Regions from separate parts of the Anser cygnoides genome. Here region 2 is linked to region 1. Evidence: chromatin contacts called from public Hi-C data. All regions are on one chromosome and are shown on one strand. The core of a region is the stretch at or near the end of the contact, and the rest is flanking DNA. Distances in the headings are between cores, read along the strand shown.

What was found. Hi-C and Micro-C count contacts between places; a contact is called where the count stands out from the background.
Region 2: a contact with region 1 is called in a Hi-C map of granulosa cells, with 2.1 times the contacts expected there. The contact joins the promoter of LOC106037726 here to the promoter of HMGB3 in region 1. A contact is called at or near these places in 2 of 7 Hi-C or Micro-C datasets (granulosa cells and liver).

What each region holds. Positions count from the first base shown.
Region 1 is chr13:8,338,457-8,344,076 of Taihu_goose_T2T_genome, forward strand. It overlaps HMGB3 (high mobility group box 3), which reads right to left and starts at 2,541. Exons shown (of 6, transcript XM_048075252.2): 1 at 2,440-2,541; 2 at 2,373-2,437. The coding sequence starts at 2,526.
Region 2 is chr13:8,746,100-8,751,708 of Taihu_goose_T2T_genome, forward strand. It overlaps LOC106037726 (protein EOLA1-like), which reads left to right and starts at 2,681. Exons shown (of 3, transcript XM_048080230.2): 1 at 2,681-2,815; 2 at 3,136-3,408; 3 at 5,016-5,477. The coding sequence starts at 3,156. The coding sequence ends at 5,230. It overlaps MAMLD1 (mastermind like domain containing 1), which reads right to left and starts at 2,791. Exons shown (of 6, transcript XM_067004997.1): 1 at 2,653-2,791; 2 at 1,445-1,545.

The DNA.
Region 1 (5,620 bases), core at 1,291-3,790:
AGCAAGCATTATATATGAACTAATATAAAATATTTTAGTTGGCTACCACACTGGGGCTTGAGCAGTGCACATAGTGCTGGCCTGCGACTCGTCCCTTTAGCAGGGGAGTTCCCGCGTTAGCAGCTGCTGCCCAGGTAGGAAGGGTTATTCCTCCTGCATAAGTGCAATAACCTCGACAGATAAGGAGTTGGGCGAAGACCGTCCAGTTTGAAACACAATGGGACCTGCGGGGCTCTGACTGGAGAGCCACGCTTGGTCTTGCTCCACCAAGTGACACCACCAAGTGACACCAAGCTCCACCAAGCTCCACGCCTGGCGCCGCAGTGGGCAGCGCGAAGGAAGACGTGACCGGCCACTCGCCGCGAGGAAGACGCCAACTTTCGGGCCGTGTCCTCCCCACCAACTTTTCCCCCCCCGGAGAGGCAGGAAAGCCAAGCGGAGCGCAGCAGCCCCCGAGCAGCGCCCTGGCACCGCGGCGCTCCCCGCTCGCAGCGCTCCCAGCCCGACGCGGGCGCTCCAGCGCCGACCCACGCCGTGCGCGGCCGGGAGCCGGGCGAGGGGGCTCGGGCGAGCAAAGTTTGGCGCGAGCGGGCCCGCGGTCGCCCCGGCCTCCCCTCCCGCCATCTTCTCGCCCCCCCCACCCCCAACCCCCCCCCCCCCGGCCAAGGTCACCGCCGGCGGCCGGAGCGGGGCGCGGGCACCTGCGGGCGGAGGGGGCCGGGGGCCGGGGTGGGGGGGGCCCCGCTTAGCGGCGGGGCGGCCGTCCCCTAATAATTCATCTTCCATTTTGTGAAGCGCCTCCCGATGAAAGAAAGTGCCCCTGAAATGCGGCGGGCCGGCGGGCTGGGGGCGGCGGGGGGCCGGGCGGCGGCCGGGGGGCGGCCGTGGGGACCCCTCCGCCGTCGGGTCCCGCTGCCACCGGGGGAGCGGCTTCGGCGGCGGCCGCGCTCGGCGCCCAGGGCCGGCGCCGCTCGCTAAGATGGCTTCTCCCGGCGCCGCCGCCGCCGAACAAAGCCGCGCACCCCCCTCCTCCGCCGCGCTCGCCCCCCGCGCCCGCCGCCGCCCCCGGCCCCCGCCAAAACGCCGCCCCCGCCGAGCGGGGACCCCCCCGCTGCCGCCCCCCCGGGGCTGCGGGGGCTGCGGGGCCGGGGCTGGGGCCGGGGAGCGGGTTGGAGGCGCTTCCCCCCCCCCCCCCCCCCCCCCCCCCCCCCCCCTCCCGGAGCCTGCCTAGCGCAATACTCTGTAACAAAGGCTCCCGTGCAGCCATTATAGCCGCGGCTACGCTCCTCCGCGCCGCCAGGAAAAAAAGTGCGAAAAGGCCCCCCGAGCCCCCCCCGGGGCCGGAGAAGGGCACGGCGAGGTGGGGAGAGAGGAACCGGGGCGAAAGCGAAAGGTTTGAGCCCCCGGCGGGGCGCCGGGGGGGAGATTTCCCCCGCCGCGACCCCCCTCCCCATCGCTGCGCTGCTTACACGTCTTTCTTCCCTTCGCCGGGCTCTCCAGCGCCAGCCATGTTAATGCCCACAGCACGGGCGGCGCGGCGCGGGGAAGAGGCGATGCGGGGCTCGGCCGGGGGCTCAGCCCCGCAAAAAGGCCCGGGCCGGGCAGGGGAAGGGCGGCGGGGGCGGAGGCGAAGCCACGGGGGGAGCCGGGAGGCGGCGGGGCCGAAAAAAAAACTGTTTCGCCGGGACACACGGGCGCAGCGCGCAGGGTTTATCCCTGTCAGATGCTAAAGCGACAGCCATATTAATGCAGAATAAACAGCAGGCACGGCATTGCGCACGGCCGGCAACTTTCCCCCCGCCACCAGCCCCGGCCATCCCCACCCGGGGGGAAAGGGGGGCAAATAAAAGCCGAGGGCGCCGCGCGTTTTGCCGGGCGGCGGCGGCGAAAAATCCCTGCCCATGCGGGGGAGAAGAGGAGTTAGTCCCGGTGTAGTTACCGCACCAGCCATGTTACTCCCGGCGGCACGGCGCGGGGAAACGGGGCTGCACCGGGGGCAGGCGGCGCCGGGGGGCGACCCCCCGGGGGGCAGGGGCGGAGGACGGGGGGCAAACGCTGCGCCCCGCGGCTCCCCCGTAACCCCGCCGGCTGCCCGCTGCATCGACCCGCGCGCTCCTCTCCCCGTGCGGCGTCGGGAGGGGTGGGTGGGAAAGAAACTTTTTTTCGGGGGAAAAAAAAAATTATTATTATTATTATTATTATTTTTAAAGAAATCGGGAGAAGGAAGGAAAGGAAGGGGAAAAAAATAAAAAAAACCAGGGTGCCAGGGGAAAAGAAGGAGGCGAGGGAAGGCGGCGGGGCAGGGCGGGGCGGCGGCGGGGCAGGGCAGGGGGCAGCCGCCCCCCGAAAAGTTGCGGCGGGGCCGCACGTACCTGTATTGTTCGCGGCAGTGTGGCCGGGAGCTGGAGCGCAGGGCACGGCGCGGGGCTCGGCGCGGCGCGGCTCAGCCTCGCGTTGGCTGCCTACGAGAGCGGCCTGATTGGCTGCGGGGCTCCGCCGTTTAAAACAACCTCCTCGCCCGCTCATTGGCCCGCCGCCTCATGAATATTAAGCGCCGCCCCGCGCCCATTGGCCGCCGCCGCCGAGGCCGTTCATTCAAAACTGAGCGCCCGCCGGGGGTGAACGGGGCGAGGCGGCGGCGCGCCCCCGGGAAAAGTTTGGCGCGGGGGGCGCGTGCGGGGGCGCGCCCGGGTCCTTATCCCGCCACGTGGGGCCGAGCGCGGAGACCCCCCCGCGGCAGGGGGTCGGCGGTTCCGGGGAGGGTTTTGGAGGGGGATCCGCAGCGCGGAGCCCCGCAGGGAGGAGGGATGCTGCGGCCCCCCTGGAGGTCGCGGGAAGCCCCCCGGCAGCCGCTGGTGTGTGCGGTTCCTGCCCCGGAGCCGCCAGGGCCCGGTTCCGCTGTCAGTGGGGCTGTTCGCAGGGCCGGCCACCGCTGTGCGGAACGGCAAAGGAGCCGAGTCCAAAATAAAGCCCGATGACAGGCGGTACACGCGATGGAAAAGAGCTGCGGGGCTTCACCCGCTCGTTCAGCAAGTAAAAACACCGCCGCGACTAGCTGGAGTTATTATTTCCAACCCACTTCCACAATCTGGTTGATATTAGCTTTCGAGGATTTGGTGGCTGTTACAGAGGCTGGCTGCGTGCAAGGAAATCTCCACACACGCACTTGGGCTGAAACGAGCCCAGCTCTGGGGCCGAGGGCCGAGGTCTCCTTCGGCTCCCTTGAAAGAGCTGCTTCCCATAGGGTAGCTGCCGAACGGCTGAACTGGTATTAGTGGCTGACCACAATTGTTGGTTGGCTCGGAAAAAGAGAGCTGTTATTTTAAGGCTGGAGCGGTAAGACTCAGAAACCACTGCATACTGTTATGGGCTGGGCGCAACTGCCACCCTCCTTTAAGATAGCCAGAAGAAACAGTTGCCCTCTTTAGGGAACAGATAGCGCAAAGAAGCCTCCGCCCTGGGCTGAGGTGCTGCCAGGCAGCAAGGTTCGCCAGGCACTGCCCCGGCTAAGTGCTTATGGCTCTAACAACATGGCCACAGGTTGCCTTTGCTGGAAGAGACCGACACAAACTGCCTGATGAGACACAGAGGAGTGCCAGCCTCCCGCTGACAGATCCACTGGGAAAGGCGCAGAATTTCACGGAGGATTTTAGCCCAAGTCCTCCCTGCATTTCTCCCTCGGGGTGCACCTTCCCAGCCCATCTAGCAAACGCCCAAATCCAATTGTCATCCCTACGCAGAACTGCCCGAGGTTCACTGAGACCTCACGCACGTGTCCTTGGGCTTTCCAAAGCATGGATGGTAAAACCAGTCTTACTAGCCTCGCGCCCTATTTCCACGTTCTAAAACCAAAAGCTTAAAACAAGGGGCTCATTCATAAACATTAATGAGGCTACCTGAGGGACTGTATTCTGTAGCATCATCATAAAATAAGACAAGCAACGCTACTGCAGGATAATCTCTTTGTAGCTGACAAACATCACTCTCACCTATTTTTAGGTATACTTTAAAGTGTTTCAAACTAGTTGAATAATTAAGTTTTTTTTTTGTTTGTTTTTGTTTTTTTTTTTTTTTCTTTGGCTCTGGAGCTGTGCAAATTCTTGCTCTGGAACACTTTCTTCCTCAAACTATGATCTCGTCCTAAAGAGCACACCAAGCTGGGAGCAGCCCAGATGGACAGACTGTTGAGCTTGCTCAGGACCGGCACCTGGCATCAAATGTGCAGTCCTGGTAGTCATCTCCCGAGCATCCCTCCTATTTCTCATAAGCCAGGAGAAACATTCCCTAAGATGCTTGTTCTAGGAAGGCTGAGAAAGTTTTGACAGCTGGTCAAGGGGCAAAGGAGATATTTTGGTAGCTGAGAGACAGCTGGGTTTAAGGTTTTGTCCCAGCATGGTTTTGAAAGCAGCGGAGGGCTGAGTAACAAACGGGTGAACATAACACCCCAGGGAATGCTTGTACTCACCTCCCGAATCGCCACTGCTGAAACAAATCCTCCCCCAGTGCCCTCTGCCCCGTGCATCGCACCTGGCCACCCGTGTCTAAGCACTTTCCTGTGCTGCACCAGGAAAACAGCCTAGAAAGTTGGCTGAGCAAATTCAACCTTTTGCTGCAACTTCTTCCAGGCCATGCAATCCCAATTCCTCCTGCCACCTGGCTCCGGCCTTCCCCTGAGTCCTGTGGGAGCCAGTGCAGCTCACTAACCTAACAAAAAATAAACAAAACCCCAAATTGAGCCCTCCCTGTTTAATTTTCTGCTGGATTAGTGAGCTGAACCAAGTACCAAGGAGTTAGGTGAGTCCCAGAGCCAAGGCAAAGGAGGGTGCAGAAGGGAACAGCCAGGACTACCCTGTTTGACAGCAGCTCACCAACAGACCAGTCCTACTCTCCTGCTCAAAACATCGGTGTGTCAGTAACTTGGGTGAGGAGAGGGAGGGGGTTTGTTCCATATCTCCTGTAAATGTGGGTTTGGCAAGTTTTAGGGTTTTCATCCTCTTTTTTAACATTACAGACATAAGGACATGCTTGTCATGCTCTAGGAAGCACGAGAAGAAAACCAAATCCAAAAGAAACTTCTGGGTGCCTGGTTCTTGCAAGGCTTGCAATGGTCCCAGAATGCAGGGAGAGCTCAATGCACAGTCTTGTACCTACTCTTCAAAAAGATCTGACCTGATGCCCCCCATGACTGCTACAGACAGATTTTATTTTGCAAGCACATGCCATGATTTTAAGCAACTGACAGCCATACCCAACATCCCACAGCAAGACCCAGGCTAGGCAGTATCTTGAATATAAGGACTGAGATAAAATTTAATCCAAGGTCCCAAAGCAAGCAGACAGCTTCAAATACTTCCAGTAGCTTGTTGCTGAGAAGATTCCCTGCCAAGTTCCGTCCCAGCTGATGTCGCCAAGCACTGAAGGTTTCCCTTCTGTATAGATCATGTTGGTCCAGGAAACAACAGAGCTGCAAACTGCTGAGGCCAAGTCAATACCGGCCAACGTGGAATGACATCTCCTCATCAGCTAGAGATGATTAGAACAGGGAGGCTGCATTGAAAGAATCTGGAGTCACCAAGGACTCCTTGGACAAATCAATCGATTATACACAGATACACTTCAA
Region 2 (5,609 bases), core at 1,431-3,930, 410 kb after region 1:
ATGGAATCAAGTCTTTTTGCCATAGTTTCATATATACTTTGAGCTAGCAGGAAATGACAGTGAGACTGAAAGCCAAAGTAAAATTAAGGGAAGAGGGGTAAACGTAGAAGGCTGGTAGAACACCTTCAGATGGAACTGCTACCAAAAGAATACCAAATCACACTTCACACTGATGTCCTAAAAGGCAGAAAATTGTAATAGATGTTCATATGTCAGCATGTCCTACCTTCTTGTGAATGACTATTACTAAATAGTGACCACTCAGTACAAATAACTGTACTGCACTGTATTGTATTTCATGGTTTGTCAACACCTGAAATTTCAGTTCTGTCCTCCAATAGCCTGGAACACACTGCACTGCATCTTTACAGTTCATTTCAGAAGTGGGTAACTGATCGCCAAGTATCTTGACCTGATTTTGACCTAAGATATCCCAGCACATATTGCTGTGTACTGAATCATGTAAAATCAGCTACTAAGCAAATTTGACAGGAAGCGCAGCAATGCTTGCCTATCTAGATGAGATCAGACCTGAGTCCTTATAAATGATGTACTAGACATTGTTTTAGCTCCCCAGAAAGCAGTAACACTTTCTGCAAAGAGAATTTTGCAGTCTTTATTCTACCATAAAATTAAAATAAGGGATACCCTAAGGAAAGCAAATTTAGGGACACATGAATGAAGTATACTTTACAGAAATGTAGAACCAAACCTGTAGAATTTCCTGTTGTTGAGTTTATCATATCAAATACTATGCCAAAATTAGATAATTCAGGATTGGTGTTAGCGTGTGAAAAAGCCACATTAGCCAAAACTATGCGAATAAACTAGATAAACTCAGAAACCAATTATGTCATGGAAAAATACCAAAAGCAAATACAAGAAAAAGCACGAAAGCTCATTACATACTTGCAACTCTAAACAGATTCAACAAGTTCCTCAACTAACCATGCACATCTAGTGAGATGGAAATAGCTCAAAGCTAAAAGACATTTAAAATAATAATCCTGTAAAAACTACAATGACCTTAAATTCATGTCATCTATTACTTTCTTTTGTCATTATAGCATTAGATAAAAGACTAGAATGACTCCATCTGGAACATTTTGAACACGGTGTTAGAAATATCCAGAAAAAAAAAAAGGATTATGAGAACAGTAGGAACTTCATAAAATGGTAATAAGAAAAATGAGGTCTCAACAGTTAAACTCTATCGGCCATAAAACGGTTCAGAATACAAAGCAATCACTGAAGGTCTATTTGAACTGTTCACCAAAACCAGCCATCATAAAAACTACCTGATGGGCTTATAATCAGAAGAGAATCATCTAACCTTGCTTTCCAGCGCACTTAAAGAATAATACAGTAACAGGAAAAACTTTACTGGAAATATCTGTTATTCATATAGTGACAGACATGGACAAAAACATCCTTTTAATCTTACTTTTTGCTGTATGAAGTTCCTCTGCCTCTCTTAAGTAAAGGAACAGCCCATCTTGCTTTCAGTGGAATTCTAGCAGATTTCTCTTCTCTTCCTTTGAGGTTCTGCAATTCATAAAATTATTTTGAGATTTCTCACAGTTTAAGATATACTTTAATAAAGCTCTGAAAGTCACTGAAATGTGAATTCAACATCAGGATGTGAGCTTGGTGATAATTCTCTTTCCCCTTTGTAAATCTTACCAATTTTTCCCCTTCCATCTCTCCCAGATTTCCTGCTTTGTTTTCCTGCTTTTTACTTCTACTGCAAATTCACTCCCTTTTGCGAATATTCTCTCCTCCCTTCTTTCTTTTTCAAAGATGCTACGTGCATGGAAGAACTCCCCAAATACTTCTCATATTTATAACCCTGAAATGCTGGATACAGCTCCAGCTACATACAGATACAAGTTCATTTTGTATCTTCTGTATGTGCAGAAATTCAGACAGGCTCTCAACTGATTAATTTGCTGCACTTTTCACAGCCCATCTGCATTTAGCATTAGCAGGTGTCTTATGAAGGTCACTTTATTTGTCTCTGACAGAAATTAACTGTTAAAACAGATGCGTATGCAGCTGTAAAATATAGGTTCATTAACTCAGTCAAACTGAACACTTATGGTGGGGGCATACACCTGTTTCAAGCCCCTTCTCTTCCATGTTAAGCCTTTCCTGCGCAATCACCGATTTTTCTTGTGTTCACCAGGCCTTCACATATTACAGCTCCCTAGTCCAAGGGATGGCCTACCTGGGATCCCAGAGAAACTAGCAAAGATACAACTTTGATTATTAAACAATAACTGCAGCTCAAACTGGAAACACTAAAACACTGATGCAAAACACCCATTTTTAACCGGCAACAGCGTGCAAACAAGATTGGGCAGAACAAGCGGGGCTGAATGAAAACATTCGGGGGAAATTTGTCAAAATCGAGCTAAGGTAAGCAGGGAGGTGAGAGACCAACAAGTTTTGTTAATTCCTGAGGTGCCGGGATCGCCAGCTCCCTTCTCCCCTGAGCGGCCACCTCAACAGGGAGCCAGGCTCCTCGGGCTCCTTCTCCCCTCAGCGGGCTCGAACCGTTACCCCCACTTCCCCGAGGGGAGCCGGCTGGGAGAAAGCCGCTCTTTTTGTGGAATTCAGGAAAATAATCTTAAAAAAAAGAAAGGAACGCACGCTTAAACATGTGGCGGCCAGGTCAACGCCAGCCAGCCGCCGGGCGGGGCGCAGCGCGGATCCCCCCGCAGCACCGCCCACAGGCGGCAGGGCCGAGCCGAGCAGAGCCGCCCGCTTCCTGCCGCGGCCCCGCCAGGCAGCTTCCCTCCGGCCCCGGGGACAGGTAGGAAGGAGGAGGAGGGCGAGGAGGGCGAGGAGGCCTCGGCGCCTCCATGGCCGTGAGGCGGCGGCGCGGAGGGCCGCGGCCCTGCGGGAGGCCCCCGGCCGAGCCGCGGCGGGTGGAAGCCGTCAGGCCCCGGCAGCGGGGCGGGCAGGGCCGCGGCTCCGCTCCCCGCCGGCCGCCGCCGCCTCCCCTCGTTGCCCCGGGCAGGGCCCCCGGCCCCGCGGGTCCCCCCTGGCGGCTGGCCCCGGAGCTCGGCTGGGGGCGGCCGCGGGTTTCCGAAGGCTGACAGCGGGGCGCTTGTGTTTGCTCGGAACCAACAGGTGCTGATGTCCGGGGAAGGATGAAGCTCGGCTGCCTTTCGTTCCGGCAGCCCTACGCAGGGTTGGTTTTAAACAAAGTCAAAACGATCGAGACTCGCTGGCGGCCCGTGCTCGCCCACTACCAGAACCGCACCGTCGCCGTCCACATAGCCGTCAAGGACTGGGAGGACGAAACGTGGCGAGCTATTCTTCTGAGTAGGCTTGGTATGACGGCAGGGCAAGTGCAAGACTTGTTGGATGAAGGGGAGAAGTTTGGCAGGGGAGTTATTGCAGGTAAGCAACCCTAGGTTATATTTTCGAAGCAAACATTTCATCTGTTAGCGTATTTGCTTCAGTCACATGCCTGCTGTTCATGGCTATGCTCATTGCTTTAACACTTGCTTTGAGGTAGCGCTGACTGAGTTGTGGCCAGGGTCTACCTCAAGTCCCCATTGCTGTAAGCTCAGCTCCCTGAGGGACATTGCAAATTAAATGTGTCCTTTTCCAGTGTGCTGGAAATGGGTGTCCTGAAGTATCTCTGACCTTTAGGATAAGAAGTTTCAGTCAGGCCTCTTTTAGGGCCTTGAGTTCTTAAAATTATCTTTGACCCCTAGAACCTCCTCCTTGGAGTCTGCTACAAAATAGGAAAAGTGAAAGAGAAAAAAATATCTGCCTGCTTAATTGCTTGCTGTTACCTCAGGCTGTGGAAATTGCATCAAGAGAAAAACTGTATGTTTCACACAGCCCAGAATACTGTAGAAGACCCTTATTCTTTCTAAAATAGATTCAGACCTCTACAAAAAACTAGGAAATAAAATAAATTTGTGCCAACTCTTACAGTATGATAGTATGAAAAAGGTTGGATAGTATCTTGTTTAATGATAATAAATGTCAGTTCCACATTTTTTCATTTTTGAGCTTATGAACTCTTACTGAAACAATTTTACTGTACTCATAGTCAAGTGGAGTTATGACATTGTATTGCCTTGCATGTCAGATTATTACATAAATTCTATTTCAGTTCTACAAATGCTCCAATAGTCTTGTTATTTGGGCAGTAAAGAATTTTATTTCTGTAACAAAGTTAGGAGTGATGCTTTTTATATTATATTTCAGCACAATATAATAATGTTGTTGCACTGAATACTTGCAAAGTTTGTATCAGGCGCTCATTTTGCACTTTTCGTTGTAGGTGTCAGTTCTTTTCTCATGCCATCTATCTTGCATTCTTATTTGAATATTTTTAGCTATTCCTGCAAAGTAAATTATGGCTATTACATGTTCCAAAAAACTGTTCCAGTTCTACAGTTCTGAAAATCGTTAGGTGTTAAGTAACGTGTAGATTTGTAGCCTTCATATAAATTGCATGCTAAACTGTGGAGTGGGTATAAGAGCTTCTTTGATCTTTATTTTAAAATTTTTAATCATTAAACAGCATAGAAATTCCCTTTTGTGACTTTCATTGAGGTAAGTAAATTTTATGAGAGTAAAACAGGTTCCAGAGAGGGAGAATTTCCACATGGCTTAATGATTTTAAGATGTTGATAAGAGTAGAGTCCTGATATGAGCAGACAATTTTACTTTAATGAAGCTACTTCAAGCCAAATGTAGCTCAGCAGTTTTTGGTAGCATCTCCGTCTCATTAGATGCAGGCTTCTTTTAACAGAATCATCTATTGCTGTGTTATTACTGCAAGCTTCAACTGTTCTTGAAGCAGCCTAACTTCAGTCATACAGGCTGTCTTCTGCAGTGATCGACACTTGCTTAGTGTGCATGCTTCGTACTGTGTCCTTCTGGTAATGTACACTAGCTGCTTTGTATGTCCTCTGGGAGGTTTACTCGTGGAAAACTTTTTTCTAGGAATTCAATCACCAACTAATTGTTCTCCTTTTATAATACAGGATTAGTTGACATTGGAGAGACATCACTATATCCAGAAAATTTACCTCCTGAAAAGGTTTTGGAGCTGGAAAACAAAGCTGTCCTTAGTAATCTAGAACAGAAATATTTAACTGTTGTTTCAAATCCAAGATGGCTTCTGGAACCAATTCCTGCCAGAGGGTTTAGAGGTGTGTGGCAGGTGAACATCCCTGATGAACTGATCCCCTCAGAATGATAGGAGTTGCCCCACACTGTATTTTTTTCCTGTCTAAATGCAAACTGGTTATTCACAAGTCACCATCCTGAATACCAGTGAATTACTTAGTATTCCTTCCAGTATGAATTGTTTGAAGTAGCAAGAATTGCTATTTTGAAGCAAGATAATCAAGCTCTCATTTTTATGATCATTATTGGAAATTACTGATGTTTTAGTAGATTAAATATACATACAACTGTAAATAAATGAGAATTTTCTAATAGTGGTTGAGGTATTGTGTGTCGATTTAAATTGTGATCAAATACAAGCATAATGTTATATGAGGCATTATGAAGAAATACATGAAAGACTCTTCAAAAAACGGTGCTTGAGAGCAGACTTCTATCATTGTTACTGG